Regions from separate parts of the Mus musculus genome. Here region 1 is linked to region 2. The links are chromatin contacts, called in public Micro-C maps. All regions are on one chromosome and are shown on one strand. The core of a region is the stretch at or near the end of the contact, and the rest is flanking DNA. Distances in the headings are between cores, read along the strand shown.

Evidence for each region. Hi-C and Micro-C count contacts between places; a contact is called where the count stands out from the background.
Region 1: a Micro-C map of the G1E-ER4 cell line shows a contact between it and region 2, with 2.2 times the contacts expected there. The contact joins two enhancer-like sites. A contact is called at or near these places in 1 of 39 promoter capture datasets (frontonasal cranial neural crest), 4 of 484 Hi-C or Micro-C datasets (the G1E-ER4 cell line, differentiating embryonic stem cells and nephron progenitors) and 4 of 115 datasets of contacts at active chromatin or transcription factors (differentiating embryonic stem cells, embryonic basal ganglia, embryonic midbrain and 1 more).

What each region holds. Positions count from the first base shown.
Region 1 is chr5:120,292,071-120,298,115 of GRCm38.p6, forward strand. No RefSeq gene overlaps it. Among named protein-coding and RNA genes, the nearest start is that of Gm31836, 60 kb to the left of the region's middle. Within about 2 kb of position 2,666, at least 4 of the 459 cell types and tissues checked have an H3K27ac peak or open chromatin away from gene starts, as enhancers often do. A contact at or near this core is called in the G1E-ER4 cell line, where this site is marked.
Region 2 is chr5:120,132,432-120,138,145 of GRCm38.p6, forward strand. It overlaps Rbm19 (RNA binding motif protein 19), which reads left to right. Exons shown (of 24, transcript NM_028762.1): 15 at 411-611; 16 at 1,330-1,450. The region is part of intron 1 of Gm10390 (predicted gene 10390); the gene reads right to left. Among named protein-coding and RNA genes, the nearest start is that of Gm10390, 4.0 kb to the right of the region's middle. RefSeq lists an enhancer at 3,347-4,503. Within about 2 kb of position 3,185, at least 11 of the 459 cell types and tissues checked have an H3K27ac peak or open chromatin away from gene starts, as enhancers often do. A contact at or near this core is called in the G1E-ER4 cell line, where this site is marked.

The DNA of each region.
Region 1 (6,045 bases), core at 1,416-3,915, 160 kb after region 2:
TCCCAGGACATGGAAATGACCACAGCTGGGGGACTTTGCCCAACACCACAGGTGTGAGCATACACGTGGAGGCTGGAGAACAACCTGGATGTTATCCTATAATTTCTATTCACCTTTTTGTATGTATGTATGTATACATGCGTGCGTATGCTATGGCATAAAAGCAGATGTCAGAGGAGAACTTGGGGCAGGCAGTCAGCTCTCTCCTTCTACCATGTGGGTCCTGGGGCTGGAACTCAGGCCATCAGGCAAGCCCCTTTACCCACTAGCCCTCTCCTGGGCCCTTAGAATTTAGGACCTGGGTGTCTGTAGTGTGGCGAATATTTCAGGACAGATCTTCACCCCACTCAGTGTCTTCCCTCAGAACCTGTGAGGGCTACTGTTTATCTGCACAGTATTTACATTGCCATTCGCTAGGCTTTGATGACTCAAACTCTCAAGGGTCCCTGTTATTACCTTGGGATATCCCGTCTTGATTCATTCTTACTCCTTATAATTCGATTTCAAGATCCTAAGCGCAACCGGCTTTCTCTTTAGGCCACTGTCTGGCCATTGGCCCCAGCTGTCTTATTCTCTGATACAGGCAGATTTGAGAACAAGCTCTTGCAGACCCAAAGCCCAGGGCCCACTTGAGTTGGTCAGAATCTGTGGTCCATGGGCCCCAAATCCCTAGAAATCTCAAATCCATACACGACTTAGTCTCTGGGATTGAAGACCTTTGATCCTCCGTCCCACCTAGCCAAAGAGACTTTGATTGGCAGAGTCAGAGGTAGGCCAGTTATGGGGAGTTCTTAAATCAGACCCCTGCAGCCCAAGTGCATGAATCCATAATCCCTAACGCGGGCTGGAGTGTGTGATACATCACCATCCATAACGGTAATGCGGCACCATAGATCAGCCGCCTGTAATAAATAGCAGATCATCCGCTCATCATATTTTATCATATATCGTGACATCGGTTCCCAACATCATATTTTAAGTGATTGACACTCAGCATCTCCCCCTGAGAGGAGCATCCTCAGGTGTGTTTGTCTAAAAAGTGCCGTGACTCTTGCTCGAAGATGAAGAGTTTCCCACAATTCCCTGAGGCTGGGCTGGCCGGCACAATAGGCTCTGAGGTGAGGCACAGTTACAACCTAGACACATGGGGAAGAAGCAGTAGAGGATGCAGACCCTAGGCTGCCTCTAGCTGACTCCAGCTGGTCTGGGAACAGATAACTGTGAGGAATGGGGCTGACGTCATGGTTTCTGTTCTCAGCACCTGCCTAGCATGCCTGAGGCCCTGGGTTCTAGTCCCGGCACTCCTGAAACCAGCATGGTGGATGGTGCTATCCCATCAAGGCAGCCCTAGAGGGGACTCAGGAGCTCAAGGTCAGCCTCAACTACATAGTGAGTTTGAGGCCAGCCTGGGCTGCATGGCATAGCCTCAAAGAGAGTGTTGTCCTATGAGACTAGAGCCCCTCCCCTGCACTCTGTGTGGCCCACAGCAGCAGAAATGTGCACAAGTGTTGTGTGACTACAAACAGTACATATGCATGGAGATCTGTGACCCTTTCACAGGCAGGGACACACACACTTCTAAGGGAGAATCTTGGAATTCCCCAGGATTCATTTTATTGGGTGCCTACTGAACATTTCCACTCTGCTGTTTAGCTAGTAACATTTTAAATCTCTCTCTCTCTTTCTCTCTCTGTCTCTGTCTCTCTCTCTCTCTCTCTCCTTCATTCTCTCCCTCCCTTCTTCCCTCTCTCTTGCTATATTACCCAGAGACTGGGCTCAAACTTCCAATCCTCCTGCCTCAGCCTCTCAAGTGCTAGGATAACAGACATGAGTCACTTTTGATTTCTGCTCATGTATTTTGACATCTTGTTGCTTAAACCCATCTTCAGAAAAAAGGGGAGGGGGCAAATCCCCCAATATTTCCTTGCTAGTATTGTTAGAAACTAGAATCCTATATTTATAGGCATCAACTAAATAAATTATAAATAAATAAATAAATAAATAAATAACCAACTCAGTTCCTGAGACGGGAGTCTCAGCTGCATTGACTCTTGAGCCGGATAATTCATTTCTTCCTTACAGAGCTAGAATAAAATGCAGGTCTTACACAGGCCAAGCAAGCCATGCCCCTGTGCTGTGCACTGTGGGGTGATCAGCGACATCTCTGGTCTCTACTCCCATTAGCATCTCCTTCTTGCCAGCAAAAAACTGGCTGGGACATTGCCACCGTCCTCTGGGTGGGATGTATCAAAATGGCCCTGAGATTCACAGCTATTGTTTAAATGCCAAGCATGGACACCAGGTTTGTACAGGTTTTCCTTGTTAGGCTCACATCATCAAACTGCGTGGAGCCTGGGTCCGTCACCTCCCTTCCCCATGTGCCTTGCGTGTACTGGTGGCTTAGCACACATGTGTGAGGTGTGTGTGTGTGTGTGTGTGTGTGTGTGTGTGTATGTGTGTGTGCACGCGCGCACAGTAATTCTTTTATCTTCTCCTCACACCCTGGGCATTATGGGCATTCATCAAAATAATTGACGCGGATGAAATTAGCACTTCCTGCCATGTAGGCCAGATAAACTTTGGTGAATATTGATTCCACACAAAGAAAATGACATGTGCTTGGGTCTAACCCTTTATCTGGCCGGGCCAGGGGATGAGCCAGGAGGGGGACGGGGCTGGCCGCCTCTGGTGGAGATGCGGTCTTAAGACTTACTTTTATCTCAGCCTGAACCAGAGAACACACTCAGATAAGAAACCAGAGGGAGAGAGAGAGTGCTGCAGAGATCTGCAGAAGTCCTGGGATCGGGCAGTCCTGGGGGACCAGGAGGGAAGCCGGTGCATTCTGAAAAGGGGGGCGGGGCGGACAGAAGAGAGCAAAGGCCGGTGCTGGGGGGTGAGGCCAGTGAAGAGGTTGTGTGGGACCCCAGTCTCAGCCCCGTTCCTGCAAATAGGATAAGCAGCCAGGCCAGCTTGCTGGGGGCTGCACACTTTCCCACGATATGAGGATTTGGATGCTAAAACCAGACAGCCCAGATGAGCCAGGGAGACATTCCTGTCTTAGCCTTGAGGCCTTGGGCAGCATCGCCTGACTTCTGTGTAGGAATGACAGAAGTGAGGTGCACCTCCAGCCTGGGCAGAGAGAGGTTAAAGCCCCCACTAGAGCACCTAAGTAGCTCAACAACAGCTCTGGACCAAAGCTTCCTTTTCCCAGAAGCCCCCTCTGCTCACTCCAGCCCCAGGTTCTCTTTCTAGAATGTAGCAGCGCTGGCTTGGTTAGCCTGGACACACAGCCCTCTCTCTCTAGCTGTTGTTTGGGAATAGCATCTGTACCAGATGTCTGGTGAAAGGAAAACTGATGTATATTCCTGAGATTACCGAATTCTCTTCCCTGGAGGCTGACTGTGTGGTAGGCATGTCCATCCTATGTGATGTTCTGTGTTCTAACACGAGCCATGCACCAAGTAGGCATAGTAGTACACGCCTAATGATCCTTGTACTTGGGCAGGAAGGCAGGAGGATCCAAGAGTTCAAGGTCATCCTGGGCTACATACCTACTTGAGGCTAGCCTGGGCTACAGGAGACCCTATCTCAAACAGACTGGGGAACCCAGAAAGTGGGTAAAGGTGCTTGCCACCAAGCATGACAGTATCATGTCAAGCCCCAGGCCCCACATAGTGGAAGGACAACCAACCTCTAGAAGTTCAAAAGCAAAAACAAAACAGTTGGTCCAGGCCTTTAATCCCAGCATTCTGGAGGGAGAGGCAGGCTGATCTCAGAGTTCGAAGCCAGCATGGTCTACAGAGTGAGTGTCAGGGCTACATAGAAAAACCCTGTCTTGGGGGTGGGGGTGGGATGGGGGGTTTTCAGAGGGGAAACTGGGAAGGGGGATAACATTTGAAATGTATATATATATATATATATATATATATATATATATATATATATATATAAAATACCGATTTTTAAAAAGAAATAGAAAAACCCTGTGTTGAAAAACAGAAAGAGAGACCCATTGGACTTGCAAACTTTATATGCCCCAGTACAGGGGAACGCCAGGGCCAAAAAGTGGGAGTGGGTGGGTAGGGGAGTGGTGGGGGGAGGGTATGGGGGACTTTTGGGATAGCATTGGAAATGTAAATGAGGAAAATACCTAATAAAAAATATTAAAAAAAAACAGACAAACAGGGACTGGAAAAATGGCTCAGTGGTTTAAGAGCACTGACTGCTCTTCTGAAGGTCTTGAGTTCAAATCCCAGCAACCACATGGTGGCTCACAACCATCCGTAATATGATCTGATGCCCTCTTCTGGTGTGTCTTCTGGTGTGACAGTGTACCTACATATAATAAATAAATAAATCTTTTTAAAAAGAAAAACAAACAAATAAAGATAGACAAATAATACCACCAAGAGACACTTAAAACTTGGAGCATAGCTGGCTCTTGGAATCAGAGTCACTGGCTTGCTTGTGGCTGAGCAATGTAAGAGGGTAGCCATCATTATATAGATCATCATTCACAATGGGGAAGATGGGGGGAGATACTTGGGACAATGTCACCTCCTCTCAGCTTCCCTCCCTGATTGCCTTAGTCCACAGAGAACTCTAGTTGTGAAGACCCAGAACGTCAAGGGTCCAGCTTCTTCTGGAAGAAATAGGAAATAAGAGCATGGGTTGAGCCAACCTAGTTCACTTCTCCCCATGCTGCCGTCCAAGGCCATGAGCAGGGCAGACTCCATGGGGACAGGATGACAGCACTAGGAACCCTGACAGTGATGCTGTCATCAGTCATAGGAGCCCTTTAATTACCATGGTGATATTCTAGAGCCAGGAGCCCAGCACAGGGCTAGAGTACTTGCCTGGCATGCACAGTGCTACATCCAGGTGACCCATCAGGGTCACCATCCCTCTGGGTGTTCCTTCCTCTGCAAAATACAGATCCCATCACTGTCTCTCCGAGGGTTGGGAGGGCTGAAAAGCATACAGGGAGATGCTCTAAGTACCCACAGGGGTGGGGGTGGGGTGAGCAGTGGGCAGAGCTGCCCAGAAATGGGACTCTGCACCCTCTGCAAAGGGGGAGACATGGTTGGCTGTGTCTAGCATCCCTCTGACCTGCCCAGGTCTTGGATTCAAGAGTCAGGGGTCCCCTGCTTCACTCCTATCCAGCGCCCCCCAGGTTAGAGAAGCCAGCTGTGAGAATAACCAGAAACTCTGCCTGGCCCTGCCTGCTGGCAGTTGCTCCACCCCCTTGGCCATTTCCTTCTTGGTGCCAGTACCTCGAGTCCCAGTGGGGGGCCGTGGGGCTGCAGCTAATTGCAAATCGCTTCTCAGAACTCCCCCGCTGTTCAGCTAAATTCACCGGAACTAATGTGTCCCGAAACAAATTTCACAGAAGAGCGGGGCAATTACATGATATTTAGCTCTACCTTCCACATCCCCCACCCAAGGCTTGAGCCAGGGCGGAGGGGACGGAGTGGGGGGACAGACTGCTGTTCCTTCCCACCTTTGAGCCCTATACATCCCATCTTCCTCCCTGTCCCTTCCACTCTCCGATTATCATCGGCTAACACAGCCCCCTTCCCTACCACCAGCTTCTCCATCCCTGTATTTAGAAGGCAGTTCAATATCAGTGACATAAGAAATCAATAGCTCTGTACTCAAACCCAAGTTCAAATACCAACTCTGGCTTCTCAGCTGTGTGTCCTCAGTCAACTTGCTTGACCTCTCTGAGACATTGCCCCTCCCCCTCCCTGAAATGAGGGTGTTGGCTGCCTCGAAGAAGGGACAGAAAGACAAAGCTAATACATTCCTCGGGAGGGTCTAGCACATAGTAGGTCCTCAGTACTTCTAGCACATAGTAGGCCTTCAGTAAACATTTTGATGTGTTCTTTTCAAGTTCAGGTAAACCTGTACCTAGCCTGATTTCCTCCCCCCCCCCCACAAAGCAAAGAGCTAAGACACCTCCCTACAGCCCTTCCACCATCCTTCACCATCCCTGCCCCCACTGCAGCCTGAACTGAAGCTCCTATGGTCAGCATTTCCCAGAAG
Region 2 (5,714 bases), core at 1,935-4,434:
CCTGCCTTCCACACAGAGGGAACAGGTCTGTGCTGCCAGGAAGGAGCCTGGGCATTGAGATGTGGCTCTTGTCCTTTGGAAGCCCATTGGGCCACCTTGGGATCTCCAGTCTGGGTTATGGTTGGGGACTGTTGGATTCCATGTGACTTGGGGTAAATCAGGAGAGGTGTGGCCTGGAGTCTTGGGCTCCAGCCCCTCTGCAAAGCTGTCTGGGGCATGGAGTGAGCGAACAACCCCCAACAACCCCCAACCTCAGCTTGGCTGTCCAAGCGTATTTGCTAGGAGCCCGAATGGGGCCTCTCTGCTGAGGCAATACCAGTGGCCAGTACTGAAGCCATGCTGAGGTCACCTTTCTGTTGTCCCTCCACACATTCATCTCCCCCCACCCCCTATCCCCTCCACCCCTCCAGGCTGCAGCGGAGCGAAGTAAGACTGTGATCCTGGCTAAGAACCTCCCGGCAGGTACTCTGGCGGCTGAGATCCAGGAGACCTTCAGCCGCTTCGGCAGCCTGGGTCGCGTGCTCCTGCCTGAAGGTGGCATCACGGCCATCGTAGAGTTCCTAGAGCCGCTGGAGGCCCGCAAGGCTTTCAGGCACCTGGCCTATTCTAAGGTATGGCCGCTGATCCTGGTGGGGCACCAGAGGGACTCCAAGAGTTAGAGTTGCCCCCAGGCTAGCATGGGCCTCGCTCACACAGGCTCTGCCCAAACCCACCTTCCCTCTTGGAGCCTGCTGCCCCATGGTGGGCATTACGGCTGTACCTGGGGCTGTCTCCTGACTTTTGGTTAAAGAAAAGAAAACAGCAGATATGAGTTTCCCAGGCTGTCGTGACAAGGGGCCGCTGCCAGCTTGGTGGCATGAGACGGAGGATTCTGATCTCACAGCTTGATTGGCAGCCCAGTCTCACCCACTCACCTCTGCCCATCCCATTCCAACCTCCCGACTCGTGTATCAAACTTACAGCCCAGCCAGATAGCACAGTCTCACCCCAAGATCTGCCTCCTATTGCCAAGGTCACAGTCACAGGCTGGGGCTCAAGGTCAAGACTTGACTGTGTCTTGGCGAGGCACTATTCCACTCAGTACAAGGAATTTCTGTGTGCCTGGGGCTTGTATGCGTCATGACCTGTGTCTTACATTAGTGTCTGCGGGCTCTGCTCAGGTACCTGGTTGTACAGAGGGCCCTGGGCCCTGCCAGTGCAGGAAGGGCTCTGTACCCAGCTGGCTTCTCCTGGCTCTGTCAGTCATCTCTGGCCCTTCTGTCAAGCAGCACTCAGTCTCCAGCTAGGTCTTAGATGGGGACCCACAGCCTTGGCACCCTGTTTCTGCAGTTCCACCATGTCCCCCTGTACCTGGAGTGGGCTCCAATTGGTGTCTTTGGCGCAGCCCCCCAGAAGAAAGATTCCCAGCATGAGCAGCCTGCAGAGAAAGCCGAGGTGGAGCAGGAGACTGGTAAGGGCAGAGTCTGGGGTCACCATGCTGTGGGCAGCGCTGGGAGAAGGGTGGGCCGGGGTGGGGGAGACTGTCATTAGGCCACTGGCTGGGTGTCCTTCATTCTGCCTGTAGGTAGATTTCATAGGCATGTCATGTGTCATTTGAAGAGTAGACCCTTGCAGTCGTGTCACTAGAGGTGGCCGAGTTTTAATTTCTTGGCCGAAGGTTTTAGAATCTTTGAGTGTATTGACTGGGATTTGAAGGAGGCTTTGGGAACCATGTCTCCAGCATCAGTGGTGTCTGCTGGTCCCTCTGTAGCAGCTCGGGTGTCTCAGTGCCCCCTGGTGGTCGGGAGAGGAAACAGCAGTGGTTCCCTTTGGCTGGTGCCTCACTGTGGGGAGGGGGAGGGCACATCTTTGACATTAGGTATAGGACAGCTCTCCCTTATCCAGATTGATGTTCAGGAGTGCCTGCCACTCTGAGAACCAGAAGCATCGGGGTCACATCCCAGATGCAGCCTGGGCAGTGGCACCAGCAAGTGTGAGGACCCACTAGACGGCTGTGGTGGGTCAAGGTGCTGTGTAGATTCATTGTTTATTGTTTTGGTCTAGTTTGCTATTCTCGTGTAGTTTGGGGTAGTCTCAGGCTTCCTGTTAGCTGAGGGTGACCTTGAGCTACAGGTGTAGAGACCATAGTCCATTTTCTGTGGTTTCTGTATATTCAGGTATACACACATAGGAGTCTATTGCAGCAAGCAAAGGGGAGCCAAGTGCCAGGGTTGGCACACGTAGGGTTCGGATCCTCACCCAGGCTGTGATGTCTCTGCTCACTGAGGGTCATTTGGAGGCCATAGTTCTGTGTGGGTTGTCACTTCTCTCTGACCCTGACACACTGTGGTTGTCGCTCTCTGGTAGCGGGTTGGACCTTCTGGATACCTCTTCCTAGCCTCAGTCAGGAGGTGGCACGGTGTCTCTCAGACCAGAGGTCCCCTCAAGCCTGCTCACGATCTTATCCAGAGACGTTTCTCCTCGCGGTCCTGCATTGGTTGATCATTAGCGTTGTGGGTTGGGACCTCAGGCTGTGGGCGTTCTGCAAGTGCTGCCTCTCCTGGGGCTAGTTCTCCCCCTCAGCACCCCAGAGTTCCCAAAGACATACACCCCAGGAGGCCCATCTCACAGAGGCTTTGAGTGGTTGCTCCCCTGTCCTGATGGGTGCATCCACATCTCTCCCCTTTTATGGTGATGCTGATAAACATCGTAATCTGCACTTTAATTTCTCACTTGTCATCTCCATCCTGGCTGGGCTATCACTGCACCCTGGTGTCCAGCATCTGGGGATGTAGCCCTAGACAGAGGGAGAGCAGGACCGCTGCATAGGTAGGCGCCAAGACAGTGAAGGACTGTGGGAAGTGTGTGACTCACCCCTCTGCAGAGAGGGCTGAGCTCTGGCGGTGTTTGTGTCTGAGCCTCTGATACACGTGAGGCTTGAAACTGGCTCCAGGGTTTGGTGGCCCCAGCCAGTGAGTGGTTGCATGGTGGCACGCGAAGGTGACTTTAGGTGGCTGTGGCTTGAGTCTGTGTATAGCCAGTGGGACCTTGAGTTACACTCACAGCCGTGGCACTGCGGGGGGAGATGTACTCGCTGTCCAGTGCATGCGCCGTCTCCTCCTCGACATGGCTGAGGGAGCGCCTCCCTTTTCTGACTTCTGGTTTTGTGTCTGTAACATGGGTGATGGCCACCAGGGTGCCCAAGGTTACTGTTGTCACCCACAGGCTGGGAGCTAAGTAGCGTCCCAGTGCCCTTGTAGCCACATAGAGTTGTGTGTCAGCCGACGCACGTGCTGACTGGCTACATCCCTAGAACTTCCTGCTGCTCCGGTGAGGGGGCAGGTGGAGGGGCTGAGGTGGACTGAGTAGTATCACTGGCGACTTTGGGTGCAGACATTTCTCTAGAGCTAGAGAGTTTTCCTGACACTGGTGTCCAGGGTCTGGGGGTGGTACTCTGTCTCTTGTCCCCACTACCAGGCCCTGACCTTGAGAGGTTGCTTTCCAGGGCCATAGCCTGTGACCTACACCAAGGCAACCTTAGACCTGGGAGGAGGACCAGGAAGCTGTCCCTGGTTAGGCCCTGCCCAGATGCACTGGGCTCACACCATCTCTCTGCCCCTACCCAAAGCCACCTTGGCCTCCTGTGGCTTTTCTCATCCTGTCTGACTACATAGTCTACTGCTCAGAGTGTCATCCCCTGCTCCCTCACCCCTGCCCAGAGTGTCATTCCGTGCCCCCTCACCCCTGCCCAGTGTCATCCCGTGCCTTTCACCCCTGCCTGGAATGTCATCCCGTGCCCCTTCACCCATGCCTGGAGTGTTGTTCTGTGCCCCCTCACTCTGCCCTGCCCATTGTTCCCAAGGTACCGCCAGCTCTCCCATCCCTGTAGGGCCAGGACCTAGAGTGCTGCGGACCCAGAATAGGATTTCATAGGCAAGGGGGGAGGGGCAGGCTTTTCTGCATTGAGCTGAGTCCCGAGGGACAGGAACAGCGTGTTTTATCTCCCCACAACCAAGACCCTCACCTCCAGATAAAGGGCTGCGAGTCAGGGGAGGTCCCACAAAGCTGCTTGCTGCTGATAACAGGCTGTCGCTGTGGGCCTCACAGGAGCTCCAGTGGGGAGGGGCCGGGGAATCCTACAGCCTGCTTCTAATGACGCCCCCTGTGGCCACCCGTGACTGGCTGCCATTGTGCTGTCTGAGGTGGAATAGTCTTTCCCTGCCCCTCCCGGTCCCTGCAGCCCACCTTGCTGCTCACCCCATCCTGTGCCATGCCCAGCCCTCCACCTCTCTCACCCTTCCCCCTCTCTGCTCCTTCTCCCTTTTCTCGTCATCCATTTGGATTTCATGGTGCCCAGGTTTTTGTTTCTCCTTTGTCTCCCCATCACTCTCTCTGCCTTGTACCGTTTTTGTCTTTCGGATTAAGGGTACACAGCTTTTCCTCCTGTGGCCCAGGAGGGCCCACCAAGCAATCTGCAGTGTGCACAGGGCATGAGGTTGCAGCCCTCTTGGATGCTTGTGGCAGGCTGCTTCCCTGGTCCCTTCTTGGTCTTTCCTAGAACCTTTATTGATGCCCCTTCTAGATGGCGAGAAGGTGGGAAGCCTGCAGCTCTGAGCTCACATATGTGGGCAGGGCATATGTGTATGGCTCAGAGTGCTCAGCCCAAGGTCTGAGCTCGGGTCTGTGACTCCACAGCTACTTAGGAACACCGTCTAAGTGTGGTCGCCAGGCCTCTGTTCCAGGCACAGGCTGAGCATGACAGACTCATTTCCATGGGTGTTTTTGGGGTGGACATCACTATCCCAGGCCTGGCCCCACACATGGTGAGCTCCCCTCATATCTGAGACACACAGACCGGAGCCAGTGGAGAAAGTGATTTCACAATGGGGCTGGGGCTCTGTAAAGAGGAAAGCAATAGAGACTAGCTGAGTCCTCTGTAACAGGGACCCTGGGGAATGCTTGTGCTGTGACCTCATAGGGATCCAGGAGATGAAGAATGAGCAGGCGCAGCATGTGCAAAGGTCCTGTGGCAGGCTCTGGTTTGGCAGATTTGGCAGTCAGCAAAGAGGCCGGAGCAGTTGGTGTGAGCTAAGCAGAGAGAAGCCAGGGATGAGGCGTGAGCAGCTGACAAGCCCAGTGGGGAAGGGGCAGGAGCAGGTCGGGGACCAGCAAGGAGGTCACTTGGTCAGTTGGTGACCAGTGATAGTATCCCAACCTGTGGATGAGGTCATGGGCACATGTACTTCAGAACAGCCCAGTGCTGGGTTCAGGAGTGTGTGCATGCACGTGTACCATGTATATGTGTATGCGGATGCAGGAGTGTATGCTTCATGCCTGTGCGCTGTGCTTGGTCTCATTAAACATGGTTGTCTTAGGCTTCCAGTGCTGTGGAGAGACACCATGACCATGCCAACTCATATAAAGGAAAACATTTTATTGGGGCTGCCTTAGAGGTTTAGTCCGTTACCATTACCATCATGATGGGAAATGTAGCAGTGTGCAGGCAGACATGCTGTTAGAGAAGGAGCTATGAGTTCTAGAGAGTTCTACATCTTGATACTGAGGTAGCAGGAAGCTGAGCCACATTGGGCATAGTTTATGCATATGAAACCTCAAAGCCCACCCCAGCAGTGACATACTTCTTCCCACAAGGCCACACCTCCTAACAGTGCCATGCCCTGTGGGGCCATGGGGGCCATTTTCTTTCAAACCACCACAGCTGTACTATAAATGGG